2 separate regions of the Tachysurus vachellii genome follow, and region 2 is linked to region 1. A link is a contact called in public Hi-C data. All regions are on one chromosome and are shown on one strand. The core of a region is the stretch at or near the end of the contact, and the rest is flanking DNA. Distances in the headings are between cores, read along the strand shown.

What was found. A called contact is a pair of places that touch in the nucleus more often than the background predicts.
Region 2: a contact with region 1 is called in a Hi-C map of blood, with 5 times the contacts expected there. The contact joins the promoter of creb1b here to the promoter of LOC132850601 in region 1. A contact is called at or near these places in 3 of 3 Hi-C or Micro-C datasets (blood and muscle).

Annotation. Positions count from the first base shown.
Region 1 is chr8:6,162,474-6,167,851 of HZAU_Pvac_v1, forward strand. LOC132850601 reads left to right here and starts at 2,769. Exons shown (of 8, transcript XM_060877242.1): 1 at 2,769-3,002; 2 at 3,342-3,668; 3 at 3,752-4,087; 4 at 4,176-4,286; 5 at 5,079-5,141; 6 at 5,331-5,378. The coding sequence starts at 3,437.
Region 2 is chr8:6,338,720-6,343,992 of HZAU_Pvac_v1, forward strand. creb1b (cAMP responsive element binding protein 1b) reads left to right here and starts at 3,106. Exons shown (of 9, transcript XM_060875943.1): 1 at 3,106-3,271.

The sequences.
Region 1 (5,378 bases), core at 1,519-4,018:
TGGTTATTGATAGTAATAAATAATTATGACAATAATAAATAAGTACTATATAAATAAAATTCCAGAAGTAGCCATGCATGACTTAATCCTGGTACCAGAACTTTTGTCTTGTCTCTGTATTTCTTTACAAATTCCAATCTGGTCTTTTGATTCTTTGATTCTTACTGCAGATGAATGGTTTGCATCTTGTGGTATGACATCTATACTGCATTTCTACTCTCAAAGTCTTCTTTGAACCATGGATTACTGTTTACTCTTACTGTTTACTTTGCTGACCTGTTATATGCCTGACTGTTATTACACCTATGGTTTCTGTTAGGAGTTACTGGGACAGTTCCTTGCCAGACCACCTGGTGGGAATAGTAAGTGGTTTATTGAGGTATCACTGTGTTATTCCATCGTGGGCGATACTACGCCCTTTTCTAATGTGTTTTTTCGCTTTCTCGGCTGTCCCTTGTTTTTCCGAGATGTGCTGCTCTATATATGCCTGTCCTGTTGTGTTAGTTATTGTCAGTCATTATTTGAAATATGTTTACATCACATCTATTTGTGGTTCTTCCCCAAACTGTTGCCACAAAGTTGGAAGCACACAATGGTCTAGCACTGTAGCATTAAGAACAAGAGACCCAAAAATGTCACAGCATAACAGTACTACTGTGCACACAGTGAGATCCATGAAGACAAAATTTGGCAAGTTGGAGTTAAAGAACTTGATTGTGGTGACCTGAACTCCACTGAACACCTTTGGGATGAAGTGGAACACCAACCGCCTCACCCAACATCAGAGTCTGATCTTACTAATGCTCTTGTAGCTGAATGATCACATATCCCAAGGCCATAGGCAGGGGGGGTTCGGGGGTTCGAACGAACCCCCCTCACTGCCAAAGGTCCAGAATTTAAGTCGTTTTTTTTCATGTGATTGTCATCATTGTTTTAATCAATGCTTGTGACAAATATTCTGGGTTGCTGTTTCAAATTAATATGATACATTATTGTAGCTGGACGTGTGTGTGTGTGCCGCCCGTGCAGTTCAGAGAAAGTTCTCGCAATACACTTTTCAAAGCAATGGTGAAGCATCGCCTCTGAATGATGGGGGGAGGGATTATATATATATATATTTTTGTTTTGTTTTGTTTTGTTTTGTTTTGTTTTTTTTAATTAAAAGGATTTCTATATTTTATCCACAATTTTAATCAGAATTATATTTGATGTGCAATTACACATATGAGTCACAATATACAATTTAATTTTTCCAGCAGTTTCCAGACTTGAGTTTTGTGTGTTTTCCTTTACCCAATGTTTTATTAGCTTTTTTGTTAGTGCATTTTATTATTATATTTTGGATATAATCACCTTTTATAGGAGTTGGAGTTATATTGTATGCTTATATAACATGCTACATAGAAAAGTATCGTATCCCTGCTCTCTTTGTTTAATCTGAGCAAATTTAAAGAATGGATTTGTCCTAAAAGATAGACAACTTTTTCATTTTATGGAAGGATGAAAGATGTAGGACCAAGAAATCAATGAAGCATAAAGTAGAGTAGTGGGTTTCTTTATATCTTGATCCATGAAGCTAATTAAGTCACAGAGAAGCATGTGTACAATAATCAAATAGCCAGTGAGATTCCAGCATTTAACATACAGAAATGTGTACAAAGTACTAGTGTTGTAGTGATACTTTAAAGGTGAATCTCCACAGCAGCCTTTTGTTTTGTTTTCCACAATTAAGGCTTGAAAAATATCTACTTCAAAAGGATGTTTATAAAGTGAACTGACCTCAAAAGTTTTTACAACTTTTTACTACTAATTAAATTACTACCGTGCCCAACACACCTTATCTCTTCATGTTATAGCTTCATATTATATATTATATATTTATATACCAGGTGTTTCTAGGCTTATTTTTGTGAATTCTAAAGGGTAATCTCAGCTTTCATTTCATGTGAAGTCATTCATGCAAAAATAGGACATTTTATCTTCACTTCCTCATAAAGTAGTTACAACCATGTACCTCACACCGATAAGTGTCTTTATTTGGGAATTAATATTCTGTTACAGAATTCAAGCCAAGCTGACTAAAGGTGAGTATTTTACTTTGTCATTACGCATGCAGCGATACTATTAGTAAAGTGTTTCAGGTGTTTAAATATGATAAATCACTGTAACTGTAACCATACATATGAAGTGAAACTGGTTATATGCAAACCTGCAGATGTCCTCCAGTTCTAACATAACTCCCTTTAACCCTTGTATGTTGTTCGGGTCTGTGGGACCCATACTCATAAACATCAGTAGTTTTGAAAAACTTTGCTTCCTTGTAAATTTGTTGATTTTTTTCCCACTCATAACTTGATTAAATTTGATTTTCTTTTTTTTATTACATTTTATTAAAAAACAACAAAAAACGAGTAGCACTTTAATTAAAAAATGTGATGTAATAAAGGTAAAGATAAATATTAACCATATATGCTGTTTATATTGCTTGTAATTGGGATGAAGTAAACATCTGTAGAGTATTTTAACATAAAATTTTTGATTGTGTTGAATTAAAAACCTAAAAATGAAGCGAGTCCACCAGACCCACAAACACTGGCTGAGTAACAAAAATATGAACAACATACAAGGGTTAAGAGTTAAAATCAGTGGCTGTCACATAAATTCTTCTCTAGTCAGGGCAACATGACAAATAACAAATGTGTTAGCAAAAGATTTTTTCTGCCAGGAGTTATTGATAACCTTCTCTGTTTTTTCAGTTCCACAAGTCCAGCATGGAACTGATGTGACACTGAGCTGTGAGGTGTCTGACCTCTCACAATCCTCCACTGTTCAGTGGCAGAGAGAGGGCGCATCCGTTCCTAACAGCACTCTGGTCTACAACAACACTGCATACATCATTTTACACAATGTCAACCATCACAGTAATGGGAAATACCACTGCACAGGAAGCCACCAGGGAAAGGAACAAATTTATAAAAATCAAACACTTAAAGTGACACAATGTGAGTATGTTCTCCATGTAAATGGGAGAATACTTGAATTTTAATTTGATATTATACTTAACTATTATTTTGGGGTATTTATATCTCACTTGAGTATTGTTTAAATAGAATTAGAATTAGGAATAAAATTCTTGCTAGAAAAAAATAATTACTTACTTAAAGTGTTAATTCATCAGCATACACTTTAAAATAAAATCAAAACATTTCCTCTAAAAATGTGACTCTCTACTGTCCTGGTTATTGTGCTGCATGTTGAGGTCTTATATTTATAGTTAGCAACATAGAGATAAAGAAAATTCATAAATGTGTATTTAGAGTGTGTGCTTGATGTCTTTCTAGATGCAGAACAAAAAAAGTATATTCTATACAGAGAAAACTCTAACAGTAGTAATTTGACCCTCATCTGCAATTCCAAAAGGACTTATAACAGAATAATGTGGACCCGAGAGCTAAACCAAAAAATAGAAGTAATGATAACTGCAGAAAAAGACAAAAAGCTGGAAGTATATGGTGCAATTATCCCAGAGAAGCCATTATCTACATTCTACAATGGAAATGATTTCATCTTCCACATATCACCCGTGAAATTCAATTACAGTGGAACGTATAAATGTATCGTGAATGATAACGTCACCTATTCATCCTTAACACTTCACACACTAAGAGGTTTGTAACCCGTCAATGCATTTTTATATTTATTTTCAGTATGATAAAAGGTTGTATTATGTTCTGACAACTATTAATCTTAGTCTTTGCAGAGCCTGCTGTTATGATCAGGAATCAGTCAGTGGTTCTGAGCTGTGAGTTGTCTGACGTGACAGAGCGAGTTACTCTCTCCTGGTTGAAGATGGAGAGAAACAGAGCAAGGCTAATTAAACAGGAAGTCCTTACACCAAAAGACCCAAAGAGGAGAGTCAGTGTAACACTGAACAGTGCATGGGAGGACCTGCTTTTGTACCAGTGCGTTGTGTTTAGTGAGAACACACTCAGAGCTGTAGCTCCAGTAACTCTCCACCTGATTCAATCATTAAGAAAAGAGCCTCATTCAGCTATACCTAAACATACCACAGAACCCACCAGCCAGGGTAATGCTCTTTTACATGTGTTCAAGCAGCATTCAATCTATTCTCCATTTCATGCACATTATGGTTAATATGCATCACATCTCTACAGGAAACAGTATGGAAACGCGTAGCATCATCATCATTGTGTTCACTGTGTCCGGGTGTGTGGTGCTTTTGCTTGGGGCTCTTTTGTTCTACACTCGAAGAAAATCTTCCACAGGTAAACTAACCTGCTTTTTATAAATACTGCTCCGATCAAAAAAAGGATAATAATCAAGATCCTTTCATTCTCAGCATAACTCACGTTTAGCTTAATGTGCAGTGTGTAAGGTTTTTAAGGTGGTAAAATAGGGGAGTTAAAAATACTCTGAAATATGGTTTACCTGAGAACACATTATTGAGCCACACTGGAAGTCACCAGCTAATGAAACTGGATATAAAATGTCTACACACTCCTGTAAAAACTTCAGCTTTTTGTGTTTTGTGAAATCATGACAGATCTTTTTCCACTTTTAATGTGATAGAGCAACCAAAAAAATTCAAGTAAAAAATCATTAGAAGAAATACTAGCAGTAAAATATCACAAAAATATTACATTAACCTGGTTGCATGAGTGTGCACCCAGTTCTATAATGGACTGTGTTCAGAATTCACCAATAACTTCCAAACTCCCGTTTAAAAGTGTCTACCATACAGCTGTTATCAATAAACTGAGCATCTTGATATTTTTTTGCTTTTACCTGATTTCCGATGCCATGATTTGCAAAGTGTGTACTGTATCCTAAAGTGCCAAAATATTTTTCATGACACCTTTGCAACACTGGAGATCTGACAATAACTGCACCAGATCATTATCAAGCAGGAAAAGAGGTCTGTACACTAGTGATGTCTTTATTTATTTAGTATTATAAAATAATACACATTATGTAGTTTGGGGCACAGAACAACTCACATACCGTAATGAAAGGATGCTCTGGGAAGTACAACTTCTCCCCCTTGTGTATTACTCTAGATGGACCATCTGTGATAGAGATGAAGTGTAGAGTTGATCCATCCCATTCACATTCATCTCAAGGTAACAGTGGTAGTACTTTTACTAGCAATATACCTAATAAACCTAAGTTGAAGCAATCACCTGGAAGCGTAGATGAATCATTTTGTTTTTATAATAAATGTGTAAAATGTGAATAATATCAATGTTACTTAAGGTAATGAGATTTATCCTAATCACAGGCTGCATTACAGCTGTCATTTCTTTTTGTAGGTGCTGACATGTTTAGAGTAGAAGAAGAAAAAGAAGGAGAAGAGCTCC
Region 2 (5,273 bases), core at 1,856-4,355, 180 kb after region 1:
ATTATTGGCTTGAAATAACCAACAAGAAGAGCAATAATAAGAAAATAAATCATTTGTCTTACCTTAGCCAATATTACAATTATAGTTTGTTGTAAAAAATCTGTGCTTTATTTTCCTATCCTCGAATCTCAGATATTCTGATAGTCAAAACTTATGTGAAGGAAGCAGAAAAAATATTAAATAAAGTGTAAAGATCTGGACCATCGTTATCAACGATTTAACACAATGTTACAGATTAGGTTTTATGTGTAACAAATTAATTACATTACTAAGCCATTATGAAGTTGTGTGTGTCTGTGTGTGCATGGGGGCCTAGTGAGTGAGTGAGTGAGTGAGTGAGTGAGTGAGTGAGTGAGTGAGTGAGTGAGTGAGTGAGTGAGTGAGTGAGTGAGTGAGCGAGTGAGTGCATGAGTGATCGAGTGAAGGAGTGGATGAGCAGTGAGAGTGAGTTGAGCGAGAGAGTGAGTGAGTGAGTGAGTGAGTGAGTGAGTGAGTGAGTGAGTGAGTGAGTGAGTGAGTGAGTGAGTGCCTGAGTGAGTGAGTGAGTGAGTGCCTGAGTGAGTGAGTGAGTGAGTGAGTGAGTGAGGGAGTGATTGAGGGAGTGAGTGAGTGAGTGAGTGAGTGCCTGAGTGAGTGAGTGAGTGCCTGAGTGAGTGAGTGAGTGAGTGAGGGAGTGATTGAGGGAGTGAGTGAGGGAGTGAGCGAGCGAGTGAGGAAGTGGTTGAGCAGCTGAGTGTGTGAGCAAGTGACTGTGAGAGTTCACTCCTTACCTTAGCCAATATTAAAATAACACATTTTGTTGTAAACTGTCTGTGCTTTACTTACAGCCTGAATATTGTTTTGTTAAAATTATACTGAAAATTAAATAAACTGATATGAACAGCCACAAATCCACCAGTAAATCTAACCCCTTCTTTCTCTCTCCCTAATCCCATCTTTGTATGTGTGTGTCACACAAGGTACAAGTCACAGTTTTGGCATATGTATACTGGGAGACCTGGCGTGCACTCATTTACCTACACACACAAGACAGTCTTCATCTTCATGTTCACTGGAACCTGGTGGATCTCTCCTTTTCTGAGAATTGTTGACTCATTGGTTTTGGATGGAGCTTTGGTTTGTGACTTCTCACTCAGATTCAATTATTTGTTTTTTATTTTAGGCCTTAATTCACCAAGTTCTGGTTCATCTATTTCTGGTGTGCCTGTGTGTATGGCAGGTTTCATCTTCCTTTTTTTGACACCTCTACTGTTCCTGTATCCAGCTTATGGAAAAGGCGAGAAGTCCGCCAGAGAAATATGATTTTTCATTTTGCAAATACAGAGGTTTCTTTGTCCAGACATAGCACTGTTAGTGCCTGGATGTAGCTCTGCTACGGCACTGACTGTGTCTGGACACACCACACTAGTTGTATGTGGCTGTTGCATCGGACTGTAACTGTCATGGGGTCAAGCTCATCAGGGACAGTAACAAGTTCTGTTGCACACCACATTGCTGTTTTGCACAACACATTTCAATACCTTATTAAACTGCAGCTACTACATGAGTATGTACATGTTATTGAACCCTCTCTGTTTACAAGTTTTCTAGTTTTGCACAAAGTACAGTATAATATACAGTATGCACACTGGTCAGTAGTATTTTGTGTATTTGTCTTGTAGTGTTTTGTTGCACTAGGTTGCACACATTGCACATTGTGTGGCTAGGACTTAAGTCCTTAGCTCTTTGTTGTTTTATGTAGCACCATGGTCCTGGAGAAACATTATTTAATTCCACTATGTACTGCATCAGCTCTATATGGTTGAAATGACAATAAAATCTTCTTGACTTGATTTGAAGATCTACAGTTGGAACTGGGTTTGCAGGGGAGTCACGCGCACGTTTGAAAAGAAAATTGTTTATTTATTTATTATTGCATTAGTTTCATGATCCTCCCTCAGGGACAGTGGGGCTGTGTACCAGCAATACTACCCACTATACCTCTAGAAGTAATCTTTTTCAAATAGTCTGGCAAATGCCATAACATTGTGTGTTTATACTTTATTTTGTTTGAAAAAAGCCAAAGCCTCAGTAAAATTGTATTATGTGGTGTAGAATGTATGTTTGGATTGCATTGTGCATTTTGGTCCAGCATGCTTGTTTTTATCTAAATGGCTTCCTATGGGTCCTTAAAACTAAAAGGTGATGCGAATAACACTGATTATCTTATTTAAATAGCACATAGCAAAGAGTGGGCAGCATTATACATTAGGCAGCAAGCAAACGTAGTTCTTGGAGTGGTTTTGTTAGAAGCAGGAAAAATGGACAAGTGTATGGATTTTTGACAAGGATCAAATTGTGATGGCTTGACGACTAGGACTTAATCTCTAAAACAACAGGTCTTATGGCTTATTCCCCACAGTGGTAAGCATGTTGCCTAATATATCCCACACCTTGACAGTTACATTGTAATGAGACAATCAATGTTATTCATTTTACCTGTCAATGGTTTTAAACTTATGGCTGTTTTATTATACATAATAAATCATGGCAAAACAATGTATGCTCATTGTAGTTTGATTTTACAAACCGGGATCTGGGCTTAGCTATGTTTATTTAGCTGTGAATAGAGGTCTGGCTCAAGGAATAAAATAAAAAATAAATATATTCATTTATTTATTTATTTATTTTTATATTTTTATATTTTTTATCTATTTTTATTTATTAATTTTATTATAAAATAAAATAAAAGAAAAGAAAATTAATTAATTGATTAATTGATTAATTTAAATACAATACAATAAAATAAAATAAATAAATAAAATGTTCTTGTGGACACCTAATTAACCGTTAGAGACTTCAATTTTAATTTAACATTTCAATAAATATTACTTAATAAATTACCTTAATAAATCTGACCTAATGATCCTTTAAATATTAAAGCTAAATGTATAATTATCGAGAATCATGCTTCAAACTTCGACAATCATCGATAGTCTTCGTACAATTTCGCTTACACTCGAGTTCACTTCGGCCATTTTCGTTTACCGCTCGGTAAGTTCCGTGTACACTTCGGCTATTCTCGTTTACCGCTCGGTAAGTTCCGTGTACACTTCGGCTATTCTCGGCAGTGGCGCTGCCTCTGATCGGCTTTCCGTCTCCCCAGTTCCGAGTGTGTCGTTGTTGTTGTCGGTGACGCGGCGGAGGTGTAGCCTGACGCGGTCTCTTACGTGTCGGCCCGAATAAAAGTGGAGCTCCGAGGGCTCGCGAGTGACGGAAGGAGTGTGTATCGGTAAGAGAAGACAAAGTGTCCCGGCGGGGAGGGAGAGCGCGGGCATGTCCCGGATAAGACAGTGCTCGGGTCGGGTTCGGCCCGTAGGAAACAAAGAGATCATGGCGGCGGGGTTGTTGTACAAGGAGGGAGGGGAGCCTGTGGACGACACAAACGGGGGAACGGGCAGCGTTACAGAGCAGAGGGGGAAATGTCGAGTCGAGCACAGTTTAGGGCACAGCGGAAACGAGCAAACAATGATGTGTGTGTGCGCGCGCGCGTGTGTGTGTTTGATATCGTTGTGTCATCTCCGGGTGTGAGCGTTTCGTCAGGCTAACCTAACTAGCCACTTTCGTTAGCTACCTAGCTAAAATATTAGCACGATTACTAGGTCGCCAGGCAACTAAACTAGTCTCTCCTAATAGGTTCAATGTTTTTGTTTTGTTTGTTTAGTGTAAAACAGAACGCGTTATCTTTAATGTTATAATTCGGCCAAACCGACAAAATGACCACTGTATTTAAATTTATATTCGGATTGGATAATAAATAGCAGGCTATGTGGCTAATGTATAATCTAATTATTATTTATTATTATTAGAGTTAAAATCGTGGCAAGATATAAATATGGTTCAGTCAGACCCAGGTTATAGTGTTAGACGTCTGTAAAAATGTCTTGTAGTGATTTTTAATAAAGAAAATAAATGGACAGTGTACGTAGTAGTGTTCTGTCACACAGAGATCATGTTGAATTAAAGTAGGATTATAAATCAGTGGACCTTCTAGTGATTGTTACTGATGTAGATCTCAATAATGTATCTGTCACCTACAAATGTGTATGTAATGTTGTTTTTAAGGCCTGGTCTTGTAGCCTTCAAGAGATCATTTGCACAGACAAGGATAGTTTTCTAGTCATTTGGTGTGTTGTCAGGTCTCTGTATCGTATCACCTCTGTTTACTGAATAGATGCACCAGTTTCTGTTCTTTCTTTTGTCACCAAGCATTTAATGGAAATCAGGCACATTTGTTAGACAATAAGATGATTCCGAAAAATACAATGACATTTAAAAGCTACAAGGCCAAAAAGAAATACGGAAAGTTGCCCTTAACCACAATATGATGATTAAAAATGATAAAACATGGATTTGAAGTCATGTATGAACCCCTGGCTCATTTAAAGGCCGTGAATTTTTAGAAGCATGGTGTTACCTGGCTGCTCTGGTAGCTAGTTTGTATTCTGTGCTTCATATGTTATATAAGATGAAGATTTTTTTTCTCTCGCCTGCTTGGTGCGCTGAGGTTAATCTACAGAATAATCAGATTAGATAGTCTATAACTGTGTCTTAAATGTGATATTCTGTATCCGTGCATGATCATAGCAGTTGATTGTAGTCATGAGTGCTATTTGGACAGGATAAGATTTCCACGTCGGTTTAATAATCTTTGCTGGAGGACGGCTGTAGTCATCATCACCGACAGCTTCTGTATAAAGCGCAGACATGGGAGTGTTTTTGCAACAGGAAGTGCATTTTATGCTCATGACAATCAAAATTGCATGAGTACAACTCTGCATAAGTCTTTTTTTTTTCATACAGATTCATAAGCCCTTGTTGTAAGGTGCTTGGGCATTAGTAGGTCACGCCACATGACCATAGCCAATATGCAGGCTTTCCCAAGAGAATAGGAACTCAGTAACTTAAAACTACAACCCTGGAAACGCGAACTAAATTTTATTGTTGTGCGTTCTGGTTTCGGTAGGAAACTATAAAACAGAGTGTGTTCTTTATATTAAAGAAAACATACCCAAACCCTTTTACATACATCTATATACAGCACAGTGGGGTCCAAATATCTGAAAGCGCTAGTGAAAATCTGTCTGATTTGTATTGTGTTCTAATTTAATACTTTAAAAAAAATTGTAATTATTACAAATTAATTTTGTCGCCAATTTCTTGAGTGAAAAGTAAACTTTTAGAAATGTCTTCATGGATTTCAGAAATTCTGAGTAACTGGATTTTGTTCATTT